Linked DNA regions of Oryctolagus cuniculus: region 2 is linked to region 1. The links are chromatin contacts, called in public Micro-C maps. All regions are on one chromosome and are shown on one strand. Each heading gives the region's core, a stretch centred on a gene start, on an enhancer-like site or on the middle of the called end of the contact. The rest is flanking DNA. Distances are from core to core; before and after follow the strand shown. Region 1 holds the start of WDFY2 (WD repeat and FYVE domain containing 2). Region 2 overlaps WDFY2 (WD repeat and FYVE domain containing 2).

Region 1 (2,810 bases), core at 67-2,566:
CACACCGCCGTCGGAGCTTAGCCTCCCCGGGCCGCACAGCGGCGGCGGCAGCGTCGCACAGCTGGACACCAGCACCACTTGGATGCGCATTATAATAAACTCAGGGGAGCACGTCCACATTCGCGCGGTACGGCCCCCAGACGCTGGCTCGGAAACCTCCAGTCCGGCCAGGCCGGCATCTCCTCGCGGCCAAGGGGCAGCAGTCCGTACCTGTCCTCCGAGACGCTGATGACGCCCTCCTCCTTGGGCACGATCACGGCCATATTCACCACCTCCTGGGACCCCTCCACCCGCTGCAGCAGGATCGGCTTGCGGGTCAGCGGCTTGGGCTGGATCTCCGCCGCCATCGGAGGAGGGGGCGCGCCGCGGACGCCGCCGCCAACCGCGCCGCGGGGCCGGGCTGAGGGGACCGCTCGGGCAAGGATACAGACAGAGACAGGGAGTCTCGCTGGCCGGATAGGGACGCCGGGGCCCGGCGATCATAGCCTGGCCGCCTCTCTTGGGAACGACTCCGCGCTCCCGGCCTCAGGCACCAAAACCGCCACAACCGGGGTTGCAACCCGGCGCCACCACTAGAGGAGGGGGCGGAGAGCTGGGGGGCGGGGCCGGGGGCGGGGCCTTCCACAGGGGGTGGCCGCTGGTGGGCGCGAGGGCGGCTCCACTTCCGGAAGGGCGGTGAAAGAGGCGGGGAAACCTGAAAGGAGGCGGGGCTCCGGGGGACCCAATGCGCGTGCGCCAAACCACGACCCCACCAGCCCATTTCCGCCCCGCCCTTCGGCGGCTCATGGTGCGCTGCAGCACCACCAGGACGCATGCGCCCTACGTTCCCTACGGTCTCCTGCCTTATCTTCCTCGTCCTGAGTTTATACCCCTCCTTTTTTAATCTCCCGTGAACGCGCGTGTACACACCCCCGGGAACGCGCTTTCCAGGGTTCCGCCTTCTCCAAAGCCCCTAAAGGGGCGGAGAGGGGGCGGGGAAAAACGCGCCTCAGCAAGACCGGAAAGAGCCGGCAGGAGGGAAAGCAGCCAAACTACTTGAGACAGGACTGGGCATGCGTGCGTATTACCTGGCGCAGAGTCCTGAACAATGAAGCGAGGCAAGAGGGCAGTTTACTGCTCCCAACATGCACCGGGCCCAGGCCGCTGGGTTGCAGCCTGTGGCCTCCTGGGAGTTGTAGTTCCGCGTAGCCTCTTCTCCTTGTCCTGGAATGACCTATCGCCCACTTGACAGCGCTCTGGGTCTGGGGAACTCGGAGGCCTCTGGGGCCCAAGGCCAAGAGAGCCCGGAGCGGCCTCTAAGACGGGGAATTGCGAGGCAGCCTCCTGCTGAGCAGGGCGTCACTCCCTGGGACGGGCTATTACCAAGTATATTGGCTTGGCTTATGCGTGGTGGGAGGGCAGAGAATCTCTTCATGAAGTCATCTTTGAGGGAGCTTAGCGGTATTCTGTATTGTCAAACTCCTCATTCTCTTAAATAGGTAAGTTACTAAACCACAGTTACTTTAACCCTATGTTAAGGATAAACACGACCCACTCCCCAAGACCTGAACCCAGGCCCCGCCTGCTGGGGTGTTTCCTTTCTGCAGTAATACGGCGTTTTACGCTTGCCTGAGATGGTGGACAGTTACTGTGGTTGTTGAATGGATATTAGGTGCACGCACAAGGCCTGCCCTGTGGGGCCATTCAGTATGTGATAATCCCCACTGGGCTCTTCAGGAGTTAAATTAACTGAGGAGTGGTCGTGGTCTGTGTGATGTCATCAGGCTGGCAGAGCTCTGGAAGCCAGAAAATAATATGCCAAGAGCTGGGCGAAGAGTGGCACAGGCCTTATGGGATGAATTTCTAAGGGAGGATTGTGGCAACCAAGGCTATATGGTGCAAAGGCCCTGTCTCAAAGCACACAAGGCAACTCTTCACCATTGCCCCTTTTTGCAGAAATTTTCAAAAAAGACCTCCAAAAGGAGATTCTGGTAGTTTACAGCTATAGGAGATAAAGCAAGGTATTCCATCTCTAAAGCGGGGTTATGAGAACACCTGGGTGGTAGTTGTGAGGCTTACAAGTGACTTGAGTGCCTTCATGTGCATTAAGCCCTCTCTGCACACTGGTGGCAACACAGTTATGAGCCAGACCCCTTCCCCCTGGAGAGCGTCTTTTCACCACGGAGGAGGTGTGAACAAGGTTGCGACTACCCCTGCTCTTATGAGAAAAACGTCCTGGGCACAGAATCAACAACCCTGACTCTCACCTTCAGTTCTAAAGAACAGAATCTCCATCCTGTAATTCATCCAAGAAATATTTAGTAACTGCTCAATAGTAGGTGATGGGAATGAAGATTTGAACACAGACCTCTCAATTCTCAAAGATCTCACAGATCACTAGAGAAAGGAAAGGGAGCAGGCCATGACAGGACAATGATGATGGCAAGAGCTGTGATTGGGGCATAAGTATGTAACCTGACTTGCAATAGGGAAGATTGTGCAGAAAAAGCTACCCTGAGCAGGTTTAGTCTATATGGATTCTCAAACAGTGCTCAAAAGCAAGTAAGTTACTTGGGATCAGAGTGTGTTGGAGGAATGGGGGAGTAAAAGCCAGGTGGCAGCCCTCGCATGGTTGTTTGGGAATGAAAGAAATTCAGTATAGCTACAGAAACCTAGTGAGGCTAACAGCAGAGCTAAAAAAAAGATGAAGACATACAGGACCTGAGTATGGACCGTGGCCTGATGTGCCTTGTCCTTGTTAGGAAGGAATGCATTCCGGGCACCTGCCATGCCATCCTCAGGTGGGATGGGCACTCAAGGAAACCATCAGT
Region 2 (2,753 bases), core at 115-2,614, 70 kb before region 1:
CCATCTTCTACTGCTTTCCCAGGCCATAGCAGAGAGCTGGATCGGAAGTGGAGCAGCCAGGACTGGAACTGGTGCTTATATGGGATGCTCGCACTACATGCAACGGCTTTACCCACCATGCCACAGGGCCAGCCCCTAGTTGTGTGTTTTACACTTCCCAGACTCCCTCCTTCTTGCCAGTGTTACATGAACATCCACTTTCCTTTGTATGCTTGACTCTCCTATGAAACCTTCAGGACTTACTCTGGCAAAACTCAGCTCAGCATCGCACTGTACCTTGTATAGGCCTAGGTCACAACAGGCCACACAAGCAGTCAACACTAGAGCAGGTCCACCCTCCTATGCCTGAGACATTGAATCCATTGAGGACTTTTAAGATTTTTATCTTGGAATATTTTTATCTTTTATTTTTTTAAAGTACTACCAATACTTGGATTTTCTATCATATGCATAGAGGAGGAGCTTGAAAAGGCCTTATAAATATGTAAAAGAAAGAAAAAAGTACAAGAAAGGAAAGAGAAGAAACAGACACCCATCTGCACACAATGGAGAGGAAGACCCCCTGCAGGGAGGCACTAGGAACAGCAATGCAGAAGAGCAGAGAGGCTGGACAACAGCCCTGACTGGCAGCATCAGCAATGATATCTGCTCCTCAGCCAGGGTCCCCCACAGGTAAGAGAAACCTGAGTATAAACCCTGAACTATCAGTCTAAGCATTTCAATAATATGAGAGCATTCATCTCATCACTGAGTAGGAAGAAGCTGGATGATAGCATTAGGGGAATAACACAGATTTAAATATTATACTTGGCTCCATACACAGTGGGAAGACATGGTCTGTGTGTTACTACTCAACACTGTATTCCTACGGCCTGCCACAGTGGCAGGTACGTGACAAATGCTCAATAGGGACCTAATGAAATACTAAAATAAAGGAACAGTGATTCAGAGGATGCCACTGGCTGCACTGCTTTGAATCTGCAGCCAGATTTACGGTTCTCTTCCAGGACAATCACTTTAAAAACAGCAGACCTGGGAGGAGGGGAAATGGAACGTCACTGTTTAATGGGAACAGAGTTTCTGTTGGGGCTACTGAAAAAGTTATGGACATAGATAGTGGTAATGTTTGCACAATATTGTGATTACAATTAATGCCACTGAATTGTGTACTTAAAATGGTAACTTTTGTCATATATATTTTACCACACACATAAAAACTAAACACCAGAATGTCTATCTCTCCAAAACTGCAGTCTTCATGGATTTACCAAAGAAGCAGCAATTAAAAGTTAGCTGTGGACACATCAGCCCTGGAACAGGTCAGCAAACAGCCTCTTGGCTAAAAATGTGTAAAAGGAATTCACTGGCCCACTCCAGCGCAGTAGGGTGGCAAGACACCTATTCAGCACTCAAACCAACTGGAACTTAGGGTTTGGAGGAATTAGAATTAGACGTGGTACCCTAAAGAAGAAACAAAAACAGAGTTTCTGAACCACGTGTGCATGGGTAAGATTACATAATGAAAAGAGGTATTTACAAAAGATTACTTTGGCAGCAGTGAACAACTTGGATTAGACAAGAGAAAAACCAAAGGCCGCAAGACCGGTTGAGAGCCTCCTATGGCAACCAACCTGTATGAATACAGGAGTGGCAAGAGAACAGAGAATAAAGACCTGGTATGTTTCCAAGAAAAATCAGGAGAAGGGGAAGGAGCCAAAGGAGGCTACACCTTTTCTAGTCTGGAGAAGGCATCCTGATGATGGAGCCTCATTGCAGTACACACTTCACACTCACATTTTAGAAATAAGAAGAGGCCTCATAAAATGGAATCATTTTCCCAAGAGACAAACTGGAAAATCTTACTTTCAGCAGTGCAACAAAACAGATATCCGGAAAGTTCTTCTGCATTAAAATCATCAAAATGCAAGATAAGATAAAGAATTTGTTTTTGTCATTTTTTTAAATGCTGCAAGATACTTGAAAGAAGGGAATCTGCAGATCCCCAAATCCCAAGAGTTTTTAATTCAAGTGTTAAACCTCAGGAGTTTCTGTTGAATCCTAGAGATACCAAGTACCCATTTTAACGCTACACTGGGCATGGCAAGGAAAATATGAGGTACTACAAAGCTAAAATCTATGGATAGTTTTTTCATAATACACAATTCCCATGATTTTTTTAGAAACCCTAAGTATGCATGGATTTCAAATTATTTTGCACCAGAATTAGTTCACCTTTTAATTCCATCTTCACAAATCCTTGTAAAAGATAAGGCCTAGGTCTGGACACAGATGGAAAATTTAAAAAGAGACCCTATTTGGGGCTGAGCCACTGCTCAGAATGCTCATACCCAATATTGTAGTGCCTGGGATCAAGTCCCACCTCTGCTTTAGATGCAGCTTCTGTTAACGCACCTGGGAGGCAGCCAGTGATGGACCCAAGTGCTTGGGTCCTTGCCACTCATGTGGGAGACCCAGATACTGTTTCTGGCTCCTGGCTTTGGCCTGGCTCAGACCTGGCTGTTGTGGAGATTTGGGAAGTGAGCCAGTAGATGAAGATCTCTGTCTCTGTCATTCTACCTTTCAAATAAAGAAATCTTTAAAAATAAATACATAAAAGAGACCACATTTAAAGCTGGATCCACAAAGAGTACACCTTTAGTGTTAAGGGAGAATGAGAAATAAATTCTCCCGTGCACAAAGGGAGCAGCAAGGAAATTTGGGTACAAAAGTAAAAAAACAAGACTCAAGCTATC

Evidence for each region. Hi-C and Micro-C count contacts between places; a contact is called where the count stands out from the background.
Region 2: a Micro-C map of ear pinna shows a contact between it and region 1, with 1.9 times the contacts expected there. The contact joins the enhancer-like site here to the promoter of WDFY2 in region 1. A contact is called at or near these places in 2 of 6 Hi-C or Micro-C datasets (ear pinna and liver).

The regions. Positions count from the first base shown.
Region 1 is chr9:70,966,000-70,968,809 of mOryCun1.1, reverse strand. It overlaps WDFY2 (WD repeat and FYVE domain containing 2), which reads right to left and starts at 1,316. Exons shown (of 12, transcript XM_070048896.1): 1 at 1,068-1,316. The coding sequence starts at 1,126.
Region 2 is chr9:71,036,197-71,038,949 of mOryCun1.1, reverse strand. The region is part of intron 1 of WDFY2 (WD repeat and FYVE domain containing 2); the gene reads right to left. Among named protein-coding and RNA genes, the nearest start is that of WDFY2, 70 kb to the right of the region's middle. Within about 2 kb of position 1,364, at least 1 of the 8 cell types and tissues checked has an H3K27ac peak or open chromatin away from gene starts, as enhancers often do. A contact at or near this core is called in ear pinna, where this site is marked.